Regions from separate parts of the Mus musculus genome. Here regions 1, 2, 4 and 5 are each linked to region 3. A link is a contact called in public HiChIP or PLAC-seq and promoter capture Hi-C data. All regions are on one chromosome and are shown on one strand. The core of a region is the stretch at or near the end of the contact, and the rest is flanking DNA. Distances in the headings are between cores, read along the strand shown.

What was found. Promoter capture Hi-C pulls out the DNA fragments that hold promoters and counts their contacts. HiChIP or PLAC-seq counts read pairs in DNA pulled down with a chosen protein or histone mark.
Region 1: a contact with region 3 is called in an H3K27ac HiChIP or PLAC-seq map of embryonic stem cells, with 9 times the contacts expected there. The contact joins the promoter of Tlr5 here to the promoter of Rab3gap2 in region 3. A contact is called at or near these places in 1 of 39 promoter capture datasets (pre-B cells) and 1 of 115 datasets of contacts at active chromatin or transcription factors (embryonic stem cells).
Region 2: a promoter capture Hi-C map of liver shows a contact between it and region 3, with 6 times the contacts expected there. The contact joins the promoter of Fbxo28 here to the promoter of Rab3gap2 in region 3. A contact is called at or near these places in 3 of 39 promoter capture datasets (hippocampal neurons, liver and pre-B cells) and 1 of 115 datasets of contacts at active chromatin or transcription factors (embryonic forebrain).
Region 4: a promoter capture Hi-C map of pre-B cells shows a contact between it and region 3, with 2.3 times the contacts expected there. The contact joins the promoter of Spata17 here to the promoter of Rab3gap2 in region 3.
Region 5: a contact with region 3 is called in a promoter capture Hi-C map of hippocampal neurons, with 9 times the contacts expected there. The contact joins the promoter of Ccdc185 here to the promoter of Rab3gap2 in region 3. A contact is called at or near these places in 3 of 39 promoter capture datasets (embryonic stem cells, hippocampal neurons and stem cell-derived epiblast-like cells) and 1 of 115 datasets of contacts at active chromatin or transcription factors (embryonic stem cells).

The regions. Positions count from the first base shown.
Region 1 is chr1:182,953,264-182,957,027 of GRCm38.p6, reverse strand. It overlaps Tlr5 (toll-like receptor 5), which reads right to left and starts at 2,240. Exons shown (of 4, transcript NM_016928.3): 1 at 2,146-2,240.
Region 2 is chr1:182,340,168-182,344,259 of GRCm38.p6, reverse strand. It overlaps Fbxo28 (F-box protein 28), which reads left to right and starts at 2,654. Exons shown (of 5, transcript NM_175127.2): 1 at 2,654-2,937. The coding sequence starts at 2,671.
Region 3 is chr1:185,201,983-185,205,581 of GRCm38.p6, reverse strand. It overlaps Rab3gap2 (RAB3 GTPase activating protein subunit 2), which reads right to left and starts at 1,414. Exons shown (of 35, transcript NM_001163754.1): 1 at 1,229-1,414. The coding sequence starts at 1,340.
Region 4 is chr1:187,213,538-187,217,345 of GRCm38.p6, reverse strand. It overlaps Spata17 (spermatogenesis associated 17), which reads left to right and starts at 1,900. Exons shown (of 10, transcript NM_028848.3): 1 at 1,900-2,176. The coding sequence starts at 2,061. It overlaps Gpatch2 (G patch domain containing 2), which reads right to left and starts at 1,835. Exons shown (of 10, transcript NM_026367.4): 1 at 1,670-1,835. The coding sequence starts at 1,722.
Region 5 is chr1:182,747,540-182,751,212 of GRCm38.p6, reverse strand. Ccdc185 (coiled-coil domain containing 185) reads left to right here and starts at 2,033. Exons shown (of 1, transcript NM_001033547.2): 1 at 2,033-3,673. The coding sequence starts at 2,091.

The DNA of each region.
Region 1 (3,764 bases), core at 991-3,490, 2.2 Mb after region 3:
AGAATTGCAGGATAGTCTGGAATACACCGAGTCTCTAAAAGAATTAGATTTTCTGAGCAGAAGAGAGAAAGCACAAAGAGAAAAATGAGGCACAGTCAAAACAATGAGAGAAGCCAGTGTTGTGGGTGGAGAGATACTGCATGGAGATACACACACACACACACACACACACACACACACAGAGGATATGTAACAGGAGCTGTACAGGGAGGAGGGCATGTGGTCAGCAGGAGTGCCTGCTTGCCCCGAGCTCCAGGCTAGCCTTCTGCCTGGCTGATCCTTGACTGTGCTTTCTAAGTTGAGCTTCTGAACACTCAGCTTTTTCGAGTGTACTCTGCCTTTTCCAGCCCCCCACACCCTACCTCTTGGAGTTATCAGACACCGCTATATGGTTTTGCCTTGACTTCGTTCTAATTGTCTCACAGGTGTGGGGTTTTATCTTCCCAGCTACACCTGGACAGTTCAGAACCGTGGGAGCCATGCTCCAACCTTGTCTTTGTCCCACAGAGCTGAGGACATCATAGGCTGTGGCTCACAGCTCAGAAAACTATGGTACCAGGGCGGGGAGGCCCCAACGCCTGGAAGGTCTGTCACCACATTCTTTTCCACAAACTGAAGAAGAAGCAAACACGTCAGGGGACAGGAATTTGGCAGGGCAGGAACTCTTGCTCCATAGGACTAAAAGCAAGGGAGGGCAGACACAATAACTGCTTCCAATCCTCAGCAGAGCTACAAAGCTGAAGAAGCCGCCACCAGGAGTTATCCAAGAACCCTTTGTGTTAGAGACATCGCCCCAGGAGAGGGCTTTCCTCCTCAGACAAAGCTAAGACCCGACGAGATTAGCTTTGCAGTCACACAGTGGAATCAGAAAGGTTTGAGCAGCAAAGGATAGAAGAGAGTGAACCTGGGCCATCAATTAGGATGGAAGTGTCTTCCAGGATGTCCATCAAGCCCATATGAATGAACTAAGTCATCCTGATTACTATAATAGGGACTCTTCTTGTACCGCCCCATCATTAACGTTGGCCTGGACCCCTCGTCGGGGGCACCCCAAGAATCCTACCACAATGTGAAAGGCTAAGCATTTAGCATAGCAGAACCCAGGGTTCCCTCCTGACTGCATAGCATGCTGGATGTTCCTCACGATTGGTTTCTGCCCCCAAAGAATAAGGTGAACAGAGTCAAGATCTACACACCTTGAACAAACTATTCAGAGTTGTGTCCTCTGAGGAAAGGCAGAGGAAAGAGACCAAGCCACATGTGTGTGACAGTGGCAGGTCAGCATCCACACCCCCTTCCAGGTACGGGACAGGAGGAATGCATTGTTCATGTGCTTGAGGGGGTTAACCCTCAATAACACTTCATAAAAGGCCCTGCGGTTAAGCTGCAGGCCCATGCCGCACAGCGCTAGACTGCCGTGTTCCAGACACTAGCTAATTACAAGGCTAGCCCACCAATGGGAGAAAGCAATCCCCATGCATTCCCATTCCTCAAGGTCTCAGCAGCCTTCCTGGGGAGACTTTCTCTCTCCCAAGACAACCAACCACCCCACTTCAGGAAACAACCACTATTCCAGCCGTGGTGGTTTACGGAGCAGAGCCATGACTGTAATGGCTGTAATTGCCAAAGGCTGATGGAGTTCTTTCTTCACAGCCTCGGGGCCAGCTGCCCTACTTCTCCCTGCCCCGGAGGGTGTCCAAGGACTTCACTGACTGCAGTGTCTTTTTAAGGTGTCCATAGCTCAATTGATGGTGACTGTCGACTTCCTCTTTCCAAGGAAGACAGCAAGAGAACGGACTCCGCGCGCGTTAAATACCTGTCTCTTCCAGAGGGTGGGGCCAAAGGTGAAAGCCAGAAGAGAGAACTAGGGAACCTTGTCCCAAAGCCAGCATGCAAGTGACTTGTCAATCCTAGAATTGTCCCGCTGGGCACTCTGCTTACTCTCAGCTCGCTGGGCCGAGGGACCCCAGTTTCCGTGGCACTGAGTGGCAGAGAGCACAGGCAGGAAAGAGAGTTGAAAGGGTTCAGGACGAAGCCAGGAGGAAGAGAGAGGGGCGGGGGCACTAACGTGTCCAGCAACGTCCCGGGCCCCTTCCGGTCTCAGGGAACCCCCTGCTGGACCCCTTGCAACTACAAGGCTCTCACCTCCCAAGCGGGATTCCCACAACACAGGCTCCAGGACTGACCTCACTCGGCTCCAGGCACCAAAGCTGCCGCTGGGCTCGGGAAAGCAGGAGAGCGGGGAGGAGAGGGAAACACCGCCCGCTGCTGGAGCCCCGCCCACAACTCTTGATCAGGCTTTCTCTGTGGACCATGCTTGTCTTTTCTGAGTTCTGGGCAAAGTACCTCAGCCTAGGTACCTCTCTGCTTTCTTGCCAGGGAGGAGACCTCTATCTCTGCTGCAATGACCTTGTAACTGAGGTAGGAAAGAAAGTAGAGCTGGGGCAGACGGTAGGTATTGGCTATCATGGAGCCCAGCACAGGAGGCAGAGGGCCTGTTGTGATTTTTGTAGCTACCCCTAACTGTCCATCGAGATAACATAGGCCTGCACTGACCCAGGGAAGGCGGCCTAGATCCTATCCTGATGCACTGTACACACGGCCAGCGCAGCAAGTCCTGATCGGGGCAGTTACTTCTGTTCTTGCCTGTGCTCTTTGATCTGTGCCAAATCTTGAAGATATGATGCTGAGGGGTGAAGCTGGCTGTCATTTTGCCCTCTACTACTTGGCTACGCCTTCTATTTTAACTATTGAAGGTGTGTGTGTGTGTGTGTGTGTGTGTGTGTGTGTGTGTGTGTGTACACGCCCACACATGCACATCATTCATCAGGAGCTGTCTATCTTGTTTATTGAGTTATTGAGACAGGATCTCCCACTGGCCTGGAACTCACCAAAAATGCTAAGCTGGTTAACAAGCCCCAGGGATACTGGATGCTCTACCTCCCCAGCACTGGGGTTACAGGCAGGTACCATCACCATGCCTGTGGACTTTACTTGTGTGTTAGGGATTGAACTCTGGTCCTCATGCTTCCACAAGCACTATACCCCCTGCCCCATACTAAATATCTGAAGGTCAGATTTGGATCAGCAAAGGCTACTGCCTGTGACTGAAGGCCAGGGAAGGAAGTTGTGATTTCCCTCAGAGAACGCAAGAGCTTTCCGGCCTGTGAGCCCTTCTGGCTTCACTTCCCTTTTCCTTCCCACCCTCCACCTGCTCCTAGGAGGAGGGGGCGGGGTGTTGTGGGGTTGAGAGTTGATCTGCTTTCTGGAAAGGGACATGCTGAAGGAAAGAAAAGTCAGGAGCCTGCTGCTGCAGGAGTGTTAAAAGGAAGGGATTTGTATAGGAAGGTGGCGAAGTCAGTCGCTTTCTGGGGGTGAAACCCAGTTCAAGGACAGAAGTGTCACAGTCTGCAGTAAGACTGGGGTCGCATGGAGGTTGGGCAAAAGCTGACAGCTGCCTCTTGCAGCTGGGGTGTAATCCCAGGTTGATTCACACTCTCCAGCGTGGCCTGACAGCTAGGTGATATGATCAAGCAGGGCAGGAGAGATAGGTTAAAACAAAGCCCAGCACTTAATTACCAAGGAAGATCTCATTATACAGTCTTCTCAGCTCCCTCCTCGGCTGGCAGCTTGAAGCCCATGTGACAAGTTGCCTCAAGTGGCTCTCGAAAGCTGAGTGCAGAGGGATGGAACTGCAACCCTGCCTACCTGCTCTGCAGCTGGGAGGAGGAGGCTTGTAAGCCCAGGAGGTAGGGCCTTCCTAT
Region 2 (4,092 bases), core at 1,405-3,904, 2.9 Mb after region 3:
TATCCTAATATCAGCTCTAAAGGAAGATCTCATTCTCTTTCACATCTCCCAAGCACGAAACTAGACACAGGTGAATCTTGAGAAGTGTGTGTCCATCCCCTACTGGAAACTGCTGTCTTGTAAAGCACTCCTGATATCTGGCTGGCATGAAACTACATTTGGAATTCAGAATTTCTCCTCAGAGTGCACCTGTTCGTTTTGGTCGGTAACTCTATCCAAAATAAAGGCCGACTTTAAAAATTAAAACCAGACTACCATTTGCTTTGAAATTCTCTTTGTGAACACTTTTAGGGGCTGTGGCTATAACTGGATGGTGGAGTATGTGACTAGCACACACAGGGCCATGAGTTCAATTCCAAGTGCTTCCAATAACAATATTATCCTCAAACAAGCATGGGGAATGTAACGGTTGGAATCTCATGTATATAAAGAGAGAAAAATTGGAATGAGCTGAGTGGCAGGAACTGCTTAAAATTAGTCCCAAACTTGTATTCTGTGGTTCAGACCAAAAGATCTGAGCATTAATCGGTGGTCCTTATACGGAGAGTTATGGGGAAAGGATTGCAGTTTGTAGGATCCATTCACACAGCAGCTGTGTGTAAGGAGTGGATTGACAAACCACAAGAGCTGACTGAGGGGATGATGGTCCACTTTTACAGGATGCTCTGTAAGCTCTTTTTCATGTGAGAGTTTCTATAATGTACTTAACTCGTCTCCTCTTATAGAAATTCTATTTCAACTTAACCCATCAAGAAAGCTTCTAACTTTAATAAGTCTAGGTAGAAAATCATTTCCATTTAGACTAAATTGAAATTGGTTCTCTGAAGAGGTAGCAACGCCCTAAGCACAAAAGTAAAATTACAGTCTATTAGTAGGGAGAAAATCAACGCATTATGAATATGCAAACGTCTGGAAAACAGTTAGACATAAAATACATATTGAATACTAACCAGCCCTCTGTGATGTGCGTGTGGTTTGAATGTGCTCGAGACGGCTCATGCACCGGAACTTTGGTTATCCTGGATGAAACCTAAGAACTGGAATCATGGGAGTCAAAGACAGAATCAGTACAGGTTCAAGTCTGTACGTTAGTCACTTTTCTGTCACCGTGATAAAATACCAGGACGAAGGCAAGTTACAGAAGAAAGAGTCCATCATGGCGAGGAGACACAGCATGAAGTGGCAAGCATGGCGGGAGGAGCTGGAAGCTGAGAGACCACATCTTCACCCTCCAGCACAAACCACCAGAGAGCAAACTGGAAGTTGAGTGGGACTATAAGCAATCACTGTCTACTAGTGACACGCCTCCTTCAGCTAGGCCCCACCTCCCAAAGAAACCCCAAAGCGCAAGGCCAACTCAGAACTGAGTGTTCAAATATCTGAACTTGTAGGAAACAATCTTACCCAAACCACCACCAAGTCCAACCTGACTTTGTTTACTTCAGATGCAGAGTGTGTATTTTTATGCATGAAATAATACTACATTATGCTGGGTCACCTATGGGGCGTCCTAGTAAGAGGCACGTGATGATCTTTCCTCCCACAACTTGTGGTGGTACTCCTAATCATGTGATTATAAGCCTGTTCCCTGAATTTCTGTATCATACCTTTCTTATTTTGTGATTAATGCATTACATGAGAAGTGGGTTATTTTGAGACTACGTGCTACACCTTACCACAGGCTTGTCTTCTGGTTTTAGCATCTTTTCATTGGTTCTCACCTAAATTGATTCACAGAGAATAAAAGTCTTTTTTTTTTTTTTTTTTTTAAGCACACAATTCAGGTACTGGAGAGATGGCTTAGAGGTTAAGAGCACTGGCTATTCCTCCAGTGAGAAACAATGCACCCATTAACTGTCTGTTGTCTTCCACACTTCCCTTATTCCCAACTTCCACCAACCACGAATCCACTCTGTTTCAGTTAAGCAGTTGTAAACCAGCCAGTTGTTGGTGCTGGAAACCAAAGGCCAGTGTTGGTGCTGGAAACCAAAGGCCAGTGTTAGTGCTGGAAACCAAACTCGGGTCTTCTGGAAGTGCACCAAGTGTTGTAAGCTCGCTTGTGCTCTCTCTCTCTCTCTCTCTCTCTCGCCCCTGACTCTATGGACCTGCCTACATAGGGCATTTCACATAAAAGTAGTCGTATGGTGTGTGACTCTGTGTTTTTATTTCATTAATGTGCTTTCAGGGTTTACCTGTTGTCTTGTAGTTTTAAACTAGCGGTGTTTTATTCCTTTTTATATGCTGCAATTATCACTGTGACTCTTGGGAGATGCTGATCTAAATACAAATTTCCGTCTAAACTTATGAAGGTGATATGGTTTTTATCATCCTTTGGCGAGTTGCTTTTAAAGAAAACTGCTCCATTGTCGTTCCTTTTATCAGATGAAAGGGACTATGACGACCGCCTTTCTTAGGGTTTGCGGAATCCTTGCTCGTTTCCACTCTAACAAGGCAGTCTCCGATTTTAAAGAGCTACAACGACCACCTCTCTTGAAGTGTGCACTATCTTCCCTCCTTTCCGATGGACGCACCGAAAGCTCGCCTCTCTTTCCAGCTGTCATCCCACGAGCTCCTCCCTCTCCTTAAGCTCCCCCCCCCCCAGGAGGAGGAAGTGACGCACAGGAAGTGTCCCGATCCCCTTACATTGGAGGAAGGAATCAAACTCCCAAGATGGCGGCGGCGTCTGAGGAGCGGATGGCTGAGGAAGGAGGCGGCGGCCACGGCGACGGCGGCTCCTGTTCGGCTGCCGGCTCCGCTCAGCGACAGCCCCCGGCGCCCCCGTCGCAGGCCCCGCCGCCCGGGTCCCAGGCACCCGCCGCGCCCGCGCTGGCACCGGACCACCTGCCCCAAAACAACACACTGGTGGCGCTGCCCATCGTAGCCATCGAGAACATCCTCAGCTTTATGTCCTACGACGAAATTAGCCAGCTCCGCCTGGTGAGGGCCGAGGCCTGGGGAGGACCGGCGAGGGCGGCGCGTTCCTGGGGAGGGAGCCCCGCCGGCTCGGGACACGGAGCGCGCGCGTCCCCGGCAGCCGGGAAGTGGCGCTGGCGACGGCCGGCGGGGTGCTTGCTGCTGCCGCGCTGGCATCGCGACCGCCGGGCGGGCGAGGCTCCGCTCTGCGCCTCGCCCCGCCCCGAGGGTCTCCTCGCCCCTAGCCCGGGACGCGCCCGCCTGCGAGAAGTAACGGAGCGGGGCTTGGTGCCCTCCGCCCGGCTGGACCGGCGACAGGGACTCCCGAAGGGGCAGGCGCCTGCCTCGACTGCCCGCTCGGGCTCTGGAGTTCACTCCCAAGTGGGCAGAGGATCCCAGCCAGGCTTGGGTTGTGTTGCAAGAATAGTGTGTATTGTCCCTCCAACCCAGGCTTTCTGCTTGAAAAGGATGAAGGGGGTTTGGCTGTCCCCCCCCCACCCCCCCCCGCTCCCCCTTGAGCCCCAGTTGCGGTTCTAAGATTGCAGTTGTGTTGTGCGTTTAAAACCCCAGAGCCTTAGTTGCTCACTAAAGTAGAGCCCTGGGAGATGATGACCTGACTGGCTTTGCCTCCCTGACACTCCTTACTATAGCGAAGCAACTTGTCCCCTTGTCAAGCTATTACCCCCTCCCGCTTGTTTGCTTTTTTTTTTCAAATGTGCTTCAAGCCCACCCTCCTGCAGTCGGAGTGGTTTACTTATTATACCCTAAAAATAACACATTGTCCTAGCCAAAATTTAAAAAGAAAAAAAATTGCCATTGGAATTTTACTACATCCCTGAGGTTTGACCGAAGATTTGATGAATTACTTGGTTCAGGAAGATATCTCACTTCCTACCGGGGTATTTCCCCTTAGGTGGTTAGGAAATTGGAGGAGGTGGACATTTTGAAGTGGTTGTGAGCTGGTTTGATGTAGTCACTTAAATGTGCTCGGGATTGTTGATAAAAGGACAAAGACATCTTTCTGAATGTGCTGTGTGTGGCGGTTACTTATTCATCGCTATGCCATATTTTAGCCCTATTCTTCCATCTCTAAATTGACCAGTATTGTGTTTCAAAGGAAATCATCTTTAAAAACAGCTTGCAGTCATTCATTCAAACTCCGGGGCAGGTTTTGTGTGT
Region 3 (3,599 bases), core at 165-2,664:
TCTCCTTCAGCTTCTGAGACATTTCCATCACCTGGTGCCCCTCTCTCCCATCTCCCCAAGAACCCTTACAAGACTCCCCAACTTCAGTCTCTTCCTAAGGTTCTCGTCAGTAGCGAGTCCACGACACAACAGTTAGCATTCTATAGACTGAAACCACACTTCACCCTTAACTAATTATCACCTTGACTCCAGCTGCCATACCAAGTGTTGGACGTCTCCACAAGCATTTCAGATATGGCCTTCTTTCTCTCTCAACACACGCGCCTGTCAAGCCATCTATCATGTTAGAGCACCCTCACTCACACGTGACATTACCAGTGAATCATAGTGCTACCAGACGGAAACTACCAAACTTAAGTGGTAGGGAGCAGCAATGACTGGTACAAACTATTCATCCCTAGTTCCTCCCATATTTGATATTTTCAAACATTACTTTTCAGACAGACCCTACTAGGAAGCAGAATCTCCCTAGTGCCCTGGGATAGCTTCTAAATAGTGAAAAGGAGAGTGGTTTTTTAAAAATTATTACTGGGTCTACAGAGCAAAGTGATTTTCATATTAAAAATAAAGAAAGCAGAGTAAGATACCCTCTTTCAAAAGGAGAAATAAAGGAGCATATAATAAAATCCTCAGGTAATACGCAGCATTTAGTAAGCAGCTTTGGGATTTATATTCATGAAGTAGGGCTTGTTAACGTTGTTTGATGGTAATAACAGGCGCTGTTTCTCACCTCAATAGACGCCAATTAACTTTTCTCGACCATGTGGCTGTAATTTTAGTTCCTACCCTGGATTCTCCTCACTTCCTAAGAGGTTACTTTTCTTACTTGGCAGTTTACTCACCACCTTAAAAACCCTTCACTTGCCAATCGGCCATTTATTCCGTAAATCTGAATGACAGAAAAGAGATGGAAGAGGGTGGGGATGCTAAGCACCTCTTGAAGGGGCAGAGCAAAGGCTACATACAGTGCCAGAAATGGAGAAGGATGGGAGTTGGAACAAGCACAGGGTGGAGGGCTGACATTAGGCAGGGACTGGGACGGAGGATGCTATCTCTGAGCAGGTGGTGTGCATAGGGAGAAGACGTGGAGCTGGGACTGGGAAGGAGGGGGTGGGGAGCGGTGACAGACAGGCGACAGGACAGGAGACGCAAAAGGCTGAGGCTGAGAGAGACGGGACGCCGAGGGAAGGGAGGCTTGCAGCCGCGTCCCGGTCGCCGGGACACTTACTCGGGTCCCTCTTCAGGGCGCCGGGGGTCTCCTCCCGCAGGTGAGGGAATAGGAAGTCGCGCGCGGACTGCAGGTCCTGGAAGGAGCAGAACTGGACGATGGAGCAGGCCATGGCTGCAGGGACCCCGCCTCGCGGGGCTCGTGGTCCCTAGCCACGCCCGGGCCACTCCACCCGAAGGCTGACAGCACGGAGCCCCGAAAGCTTCAGCTACCCTGGGGGGGCGGGGACGCCAGACCGGAAGCTGTCAGCACTCCTCGCGAGGGGAGGGTGCTACGCATGCGCGGGACGCCCCGAAGCTGCGCGTGCGCGGGCCGAGCGGGAGCCGAGGGAGGGTGCAGCTTCGGACACGTGACTCGCGGTCTTGTGGCGGAGAGTTAGACGTGGAGCCTGGCCGCATTCTTTCTTGGGCGAGCTTGTCCCGTCATTCTGGCCTTCCTCCAAAGGTGATCTAATTGAACTTTGCGGGGGCCATTGAGTCACCCAAACAATCTTGTTGGTGTGCTTCTACGGACACGACCTAGATCGTTCGCAGATCAGGCGGTTTAAGCTGAGTGTGGGCAGGTGCCTGAGAACTTCGTAATTTTGTTTGTGCTTTTGTTTTTTTTTTTTTTAATGTGGAAGGCTATCCTCAGCACCTATACCCCAACTCCCAAAAGAGTCTGCGGCGCCTATGCCTGTAATCCTTCCTACCTCAGTCTGAGGCAGGTGAATTTCTGGCTGTTGAAGCCACTATCCTGGGCTACAATGCAAAAACAGTGTCTCAAGTAACAAAGCGATGGAAAGCAGCTCCTTAAGGGCTCGTATTAAATAAATACTCCTATCTATAAGTTGCCACGGTTCTGTGAAAGCCCGATGTAGTAACAGGACCAGCGCAGTATTGAATGGTGCTCTGTAATCGTCCGTTTGCCTTTTCATCCGTTTGTTCATCTAACCGCCCAACAAGTATTTGTTAGTGTTTTCCGTGCCAGCCACACTCTAGGCACAGAGCTTCGGAACAGAAAGGGACACATTCCTACGGAACTAAAAAGCTAGTGACTAACACAGGCCAAGTGAAGCAATTACTTACTCAGCTAACTAAAACTGAGAGAATGCTAGGCGGGAAAGAACAACAAAACAGCACGGCAGAACAGAGCTGGGGAGACTGACCCTGTACTTTTCCTTTGGGTTTTGGATAAGGAAAGCACCATCCTTATAGACTCCTGGAGGACTGGGGATCCGTTTAACCCCTTAAATACCTGGTCTCTAGCATGGGATCTGGCACCCAGTTGAGTCCTTGATAAATACTTACTGAAGTATATACACATAAATTAAAGACCAACCTGAGTCTTTTACTTGGATTTGAAAGTACATTTCCATATCTTGCCCAGTTAGACTGTCATAAATATCTTCAAGGAGTCTTGTTTCTTTGATTGTTTGAGATAAGGTCTAGCCATGTAGTCCAGGTTAGCCTCAAACCTTCAATTCCCCTCAATGTCCAAGCACTGGGATTATATGTGTGTACTGTACCATGGCTGACTTCAAAAGAATGTGTTATCCTAATTTTGTAAATGAAAAAAAAAATTGCTCTGTCTCTGATGAAGCTCTTGAAACCCATTTAGCTTACTTTCTTTTTTTTCTTTTTTTTTAAATTAGGTATTTATTTCATTTACATTTCCAATGCTATCCCAAAAGTCCCCCACACGCTCCCCCACCCACTCCCCCACCCTCCCACTCCCACTTCTTGGCCCTGGCGTTCCTCTGTACTGGGGCATATAAAGTTTGCATGATCAATGGGCCTCTCTTTCCACTGATGGCCGACCAGGCCATCTTCTGATATATATGCAGCTAGAGACAAGAGCTCCAGGATACTGGTTAGTTCATATTGTTGTTCCACCTATAGGGTTGCGGATCCCTTTAGCTCCTTGGTTACTTTCTCTAGCTCCTCCATTGGAGGCTCTGTGATCCATCCAATAGCTGACTGTGAGCATCCACTTCTGTGTTTGCTAGGCCCCTTAGCTTACTTTCTGAGATGTGTAAAAGCAAAAAAGATGGGCTGGAGAGATGACTTAGTGGCTGCCCTCCCAGAGGTCCTGAGTTCAATTTCCAGCAACCACATAGTGGCTCACAACCATCTGTAGTGTGATCTGATGCCCTCTTCTGGTGTATCTGAAGACAGCATACTCACATATAAAAACACTTAAAAAAAAAAAAAAAGGCAAAACGGATATTATTTATTTCAGTGTTTATACTAAAGCCTGTAGGCACTATGTCCTAAAGGAAAGTGATGTGCAATCCAGTTAGAGAATATTAGAGAATATTACAGGAATAATTTTGAGTCTAAAAGATGGGGCACGGAGCTTTGGCTTCTGTCAGGTCTGTTGAACACTTAGG
Region 4 (3,808 bases), core at 651-3,150, 2.0 Mb before region 3:
AAGGGCAGCTTGTTCTACAGAATGAGTTCCAGGACAGCCAGAGCTACACAGAGAAACCCTGTCTCAAAAAAAACCAAAGAGAGAGAGAGAGAGAGAGAGAGAGAGACTGACTCATTTTAAGACTTTCTTTCAAAAGCACCAGCTGATAGGTGCTAATGATATTCTGGTCTCACTCATTACAAAAGATGAGTTGTTTAGCAAGTAAAAACACTACTGCAAGTAACTCCAGTTTAGAGTAATAGCGCGTCAAGTAATAGCCAGTAATACACAGCGCTATCTATGCATGATAGGAGACAGAAAGCACAATGAAGAATAAATGGGGTCACCGGTTGGTTTGTGTGTTTATGTCAACTAGCACACAAATGACTTCCTTTCTATTAGGACCAGACCAATCTACTGAACACTTCCGTTCCTTACCAGGCTCTGAACATTGAAGCATTAAGTACACTTTAGAGGAAACACCAGGATGTAGGGAAGTTCCTTTATCTTGTTTTCTGTGGTGGTTCCTACCACATGTACAACTGCCAAAGCTAAGAAAAACTAGTGCATTGTGACCTGCGTCTCTTGTTCCAAGCTGAGTGCAACAATTACAATTGCTCATTTAAAAAGCTTCTCCTGGGCTGGTGAGATGGCTCAGTGGGTTAGAGCACCCGACTGCTCTTCCGAAGGTCCAGAGTTCAAATCCCAGCAACCACATGGTGGCTCACAACCATCCGTAACAAGATCTGACTCCCTCTTCTGGTATCCCTGAAGACAGCTACAATGTACTTACATATAATAAATAAATAAATCTTTAAAAAAATAAAAATAAAAATAAAAAAAAAAAATAAAAAGCTTCTCCTAGTATTCTAACTGAAAATCGTGAGAACTTAAAAGCTACAAGAAAAACAACACTGGTTAGAAATGGTCTCTAGAGAGGAACCAAATAAGCCATCTGACCTAAGATATTCTTTTAACTTTTCAGTTATCGGTGATGCTAAACAATCAGACATCACAGCCCACTGGCAGGAACTTTAAAAATCACAGTTCTTGACTTACTGGTCAGATTTTTATGTTTCAAGATGGACCGCAAGACATCTACTTTCTTGTTACACTAACGTTTCTCTGAAAAGCGTTGGAACAAACGGGGGGTGGGGGTGGGGGTGGAGGTTGGGCGACCAGGGTTTTCAACTAGAAAATCCAAAACTGAGCTATCATCTCTGGTACTCAGGGGCACAGGACAACTTTGCCTCTTAAATTTTCTGTACCTGCGAGTCTCCTACAGCAGGGATGTCATTAAAGATCAAGTGTGATTTGCGAAAGCAGTTTGGAAACTTACAGCAGTGGACCAGGGTACCCTAAAGACAAATTCCAACCTGGGGCTACTGGAAAACGCCCCTTTCCCATAAACTAGGACAGAGCCTCCAGGGCGGTGGAAAACTTCTAGGCTTTACACGAACCGAGCTGCGCAGGGAGTACAAGAGCCTGGTGTCTCTGCTACTAAGAAACTTCTGGGACTGGGAATTTCTGTGATCTTGTCAACCACGGAATCTAGTACAATGTGGCCGGTTTGGCAGGGACAACGGGAACGCGGCCTGAAGAAACTTGGTGCACGGCCGTCTCTGACCCGGAGCCCCGCGAGCTGCTCGCCGGCTCGCTCGCCCCGTTCCCAACCGCCCGCCGGGCTCACCAGCTCTTCCCGGCGGCGGTTCCGATCGCTGGGCGCCCGTCGGCCCCAAACATCAACGACACCCGGGAGCGCGGCCTCGAGGCTCAGGCCCGAGGACCGACTCCAACTCCCGCAGCCCCGGCCAATTCCACACAGGACTTCAGCATTTTGAGAGCAACTTCCGGAAGCCGGCTGGAGGCGGAAACCGGAAACCGGAAGCGACCATTCGCTCACCTTAGCCTACCCTGACCCTTCCCATCAGCAGCTCGAAATTCCAGGAGAAAGGGGCGAGTCGACTCAAGTCTGGTCTCACGTGTACAAATCCGATTTCTCTGTCCAGTTGCTTGAAACTGAAACAGAGTGAAAGGAAAGGCCGATAAGTCGGAAGTGACCTTGGTTCAGCCCAGTTGCCATGGAGACTAATAGTAACAATTTTGGTGAACTCCAGGAGTTGAAGGACATGGCTACTTTAGCCAAGCTGCTGGCGCGGGCACCCTTTCTAGAAAGTCAGTACTACTTTAGGAACCGGTGAGTAGTGAAGAGAGGGGTCTCAGAAGATGTTTACTGTTAACAAATTACTTAATTCAGGAAATAATTCTAAATTCTTCTTCTCCCCATGGGGATTCAAACATGATCAGAAGTTTATATATATATATATATATAATCAATCACAAGTGGATTATATATACATTGACAAGTCATTAATAAGTTAATATTCTCTAAGGAAGATCCCAGAATAGAGAATTATTAAGGGCCGCCCTAAATGAAGTAAACCCCGACTGGGGAAACAGGCAGGAGGATGACTGTGAGTCCAGTCCAGCCTGGGCAACACAGAAAATTCAAGGCTGCCCTGGGCAACATTTGGGAGTCTTCCTCAAAATACTGTTTTGTTTTGTGGGGCTTTTTTTTTTTCGACATTTTAAAATAATCACTGAGAAATTTGGTTTGGTGAAACCTATTTTATACAATGTAGGTCTAGTGGCCTAATTAACGTTAACCAGGCTTACCCAGGTAGTTCCATGAATTCAGAATATCAATGTCCAAATGGGAATTTGAGCTTCACTTAATCTCACAAACATCACAGAATTCAATTCATCTGTGATTCATTTGTCCAAGTGAAGTTTCTATACCATTGTGACAAGATAATTGGTACAGTAAATGGGCAAGAGCTAAGGCAGCATTCTCACCCCCCACACCTAAACTTCCTCTCCATGAAAAGGGGACATTGAAACTAGAAGCAATGGCCCAGTGGTTTTCAAAACTTAGAAGGAATCACAAAAAGTACATTACAAAAAGTGTGATAAATTATAGCAGACCAGCAGTGACCAAGTCAGTGTGAGAAAGTCCTGATAAGCTATTCTTATCCTAACATACATCTCAACTATAGTTTTGCTATTTCATCGTGAACCTCTAGCAACTACAGTGATAATTCAATCTTGTAACTTTTGTGAGAAACTATGGATTTTCTTGCTAGAAGTAGGCCAATGTTGCTTTTTTTCTTGCCTCTTAGTTTAACCATTATTTCAGCCTGTACTGTCTTGCTTCCTGAAATGGAATAGCTACAACAGTTATTTAGTGAATAATCACATTACCGAAGCTTCCAATTAATCATCTTTAAATAAGCATAGCCATTGCGCAATGGAATTCTTATACTTAACATTCAGAGATCATATAGTATTCATTTAGAGTTATGTGGCAGGCTCCTGCTTGTTCATGACCTCAGTGTGCAGTGGGGACAAGTTGACTCCTTCATGCTATTGTGGAGCAGACATTGAGAACGGAATTGTGATGCGCTCGCTCTAAGTCAAAACTGAGCTGCTGGTTTCCCTTCTGCTAGCTGGCATCCAGAGGGCCCGAATGTGTTAGGTGGGCTGTTAAAGGAAATAGGTCACTCAGGGATCACACTCAGCTATAGAGCCTGTGTATTTAAATACTGCACTACCTGGGAAGAAGTGTCCCGAGCAGCAGTAGTGGTATAGATATTCTGATCTATAGTGCTACCCACAACAGGACTGATGGCTGCTGGGGTGTGGTCCTCCGCATCAGCCTTCAGTGTAATCCCTTTACACTGTTCTGAATGTGGCCCCATTATCTCCATCACTGGAAAAATTTGTTTCTGACTCATAACAGTTCCTAGAGTGATCTTAATTTAGTAAGTTG
Region 5 (3,673 bases), core at 784-3,283, 2.5 Mb after region 3:
TGTGCCACAGTCTGCATGTAGAGGCCAGAGCAGATGTTGTGGGAGTTGGCTGGTTCTTTCTACCATGTGGGTCCCAGAGATCAAACCCATCATATAAGACCTGACAGCGAGTACCTTCACCCGCTGAGGCCCACCTTTTATAAGGGCTATGTAGTGTGAAGTGACCACGGGCATTCTGAGTTACGGCCGCTGTGATTGCTCCTGGGTAGCCTCGACTGGCTGCCTCACATGGTCTTTAAGGCTTTCAAGCATGTAAAAGCTTTTGACCTTGTGGCACAACATTGTCATCTACAAAGCGGATACTTGATAACTGGTTAATGGAGTACACACACACACACACACACACAAACAAACACACAATAAAGTTTTAAGTTAGCCATTTTATATAGGGCTGCATTTATAGTTAGTGAGGAGGTGGCCTCAGATCCACAGGTGGAGCGTATCTTCATGAATAAGCCAATAGGAAGACTTTTACAAGTTGTACCATGGGTACCAGGCATCCTTGATATTGCTGTGAGATAGACCAGGTACACTCTGACTTGATTGAAGTCACTTTAGTCCTGACCACTATCAAGTCTCCTACTTCTAACCCAAATCAAGGGAAATCTGCTGTTCACATTGCTCCCTCGGACCACACATTTGCCAGCGAGTCCCAACCAAATCATACTTAGCGCTGTCCTGGTCTGCCTGCTCCCGCCTTCTGCCTCACAGCATATTGAAGCTGTTCTTACAAACTGGAATGATGTTGTGGAACAAGTTTACCAACGTCTTTTACAGGGGCTCTGCCCTCACGGATCAATCATCTGTGGATGGTCCCAGACCCTTAGTTCCACCATCATGGCCTGACCCTGAGGTCCACCATCATGGTGGTTTAATGCCAAAACGTGCAGTTTGGAGGCATATATTCAGACCATAGCAACCCTAGAGGAGGGTAAACCCAGTCTTAGCTTGACCCGACAGAACCTGAGAGTCACTTTTCTGACATTTTACCCAAACTGGGTTAAAATTACATGAATCTAGTACATCTTTTCAGCTAGAAGTCTGCAGAAGAACTTTTAAATACAGTTAAGTGTTAAAAGCTTTAACTGGAACTTAGTAGGACACCATTTATTGACTGCATTCTGGTGGCAGGTGTTCCACACACTTCATTTCACCTCGCCTTCAAAGTAGCCCAGCTTTCCAGAACTTGGGCTCATGGGAGGAATGCGCTCAACATCACAGGGCTGAAAGCAGAAGATCCAGTCACTTGCCCTTTGGCAAGGTGGGGGGGGGGATCTCACAAAAGTTGGGGGGGGGGAGACAAATGGCCAATAAATGAAATCTTCGAGGGGCTATTTGAAAACAGTGCAGACAAAATTCATATTTTGATTTCTAAAAAAAAAAAAAAAAGCTGTAATTTACACATTAGAGGAAAACCAGAATTGCTTGTTGCTGTTCTAAAGTTCACAAAGGTAACTGTGAAAGCATCCCTTGGGCTTGCTAAGGCTCAGACCAGTGTGCTTCAGGGACCGTTTCCTTTCCACACCTTACATGCACAGAAGGCTTAGTGAGGTTGGTGAGCTGCTTAGCCAGGTAAGGGCACTTGTCTCAAAGCCTACATTCGATCCCTGGGACTCAGATGGTGTAAAGAAAGAACCAACGCCTACAAGCTGTCCTGAGCTGCCCACACACCAGTCATGGCTTCTACATGTCCATCCTCACAGACACACATAGAACAAACATAAAAATAGAGACGTGACTCCAAAGGACAAGCAAAATCCCCCTTCCTCAACACTACACTTTGCCCCTCTCTCCCACTAAACTCTTTAAGTTGGAGCCCTTGGCCTGGAGCTTCCACAATCCACTAATGGAAACACTGATGCTGTCACGATTCTATACACCACCCTTGTTTCCTAGACTTCCAGCCAGCTCATCAAAGGCCAGGTGCACTGAGGCCTTTAAAGACCAGATGGCACCAGGATGCATTGTGAAGTGGCAGGAGCGTCACAGGCCACATGGATCACAGGATCTGAGCGTGGGCTGGGTGTCTGCAGTGGCCCCCTGAAGGTCCGTCGACCTTCTGTAGACTCTGGGCCAGCCGGGAAGGGAGCATGGCCGGTTTCCATCTCTTCTCCCCACGGTCCTATGGGGAGCTCGGGGAACCCTTGCTAGCTGGAGAGCAGGAGTTCGCAGCCCAGCTGGGCTGGTCTGAGTTGTCTCTGAGTCCCTGGGCCCAGACTCCTGGCGCCGAGATCGAGACCGAGGTGCCCTGGGTGCACCCAAAGTGTTCGCCCACTGGGCGGTCCCGCCGGCGTGGGTATATGACCTTGCCACGAGAAAGCCACAGCCTGACATACGTGGCCCGAAGACCCTCGGACCGAGCCAGGAAGCACAGGTCCGGCAGCCTCTGCCTGGAAGGAGCCTGCGGGGAGGCACCAACCAAGTCCAGCAGAACCTGGCAGCAGCAGCAGCCGCCACGGGATCAACCCAGCCCGCGCTACCCTGCAGCCCGGGGAGATTCATCCCTGCAGTACATCCGGGAAGCTTTCAGTCCCCCGAATGCTGGAACGTTGCTTGTAGAAAACACACACCCTGGAGACCGGTGGGCAGTGCCGGTGGGCAGACGTGTAGGTCTCTGGTCTCCTTCCTCGGTTCTCACCGACAAGTCCTCTGTTCACTCCCTAGAGTTATGTAAGCAATCCACCCAGAATAGGAGTAACCGCGACCTGACTGAGTCCTTAAACAAGTATGACTGTCCCTCTGCCTCCTGCAAAGAGAAGAGTAGCCAGCACGCTCAGGTCCTCAAGAGCAAGCTGGACGAGACGGTTATATCTTTGAGGGACCAGAAGATCTTGGCCCTGGTGCTGAGCAGGCTCAAGAAGGCCCAGAGGATGCGAGAGCTGCAGCAACAGGCTGCAGTCGCCTGGGAAGAGCTGAAGCGCTCAGACCAGAAAGTTCACTTGACCCTCGAGAGAGAGCGCAAGCTGCTGCTGCTGCAGAGCCAGGAGCAATGGCAAGGACAGAGGGAACAGCACAAGCCTCAGAGGGGCCATGGCCATGAGCAGCCTCACCAGGGTTACAAGCAGCAGGGACCGCGGCGCGACCGCCAGGCAAGGAGCGCTGTTCGGTCAGAGAACGAGAGTGAGTGGATGGTTCAAGCTGACAACCCGGAGATCCGAGGCCTGGCCAAGATGGACAAGGTGCAAGCGCAGGCCGAGCATCTCAAACAGTGCCAAGTGCAGAGTCTGCGGGAGCAGGAGAGGGTGCTGCAGAGTGTTCGGGACCTGAACAGGCTGCAGCTGCAGAAGAGGCTGGAGATAGCGGGTCACAAGAGGGAGCATGTGATGATGGAGAGCCCGAAGAAGCTCCAGGAGAGCAACCTGAGCACGGTTGTCAACTTCCAGGCCCGCAAGGTTCTCATGGACTGCCAGGCCAAGGCGGAGGAACTCCTCAGGAAGCTGTCGCTGGAGCAGAGTTCCCAGAGCTCCCAGAGCTACCAGGACATCCAAAAGGGTCTGGTGAAGGAGCAGAGGCACAGAGAGCAGCAGGCAAAGGCCCAGACTGAGGCAGAGCAGTTCCAGAGAAGGAGATGGCATGCCGAGGAGGCAGAGGAGCTGCTCCAAGTGAGCAAGCGGGTGCTGGCAGAGCTGGCTGAACAGAAGAGCAGGCAGGCCAGGAGTCATGCGCACAAGAC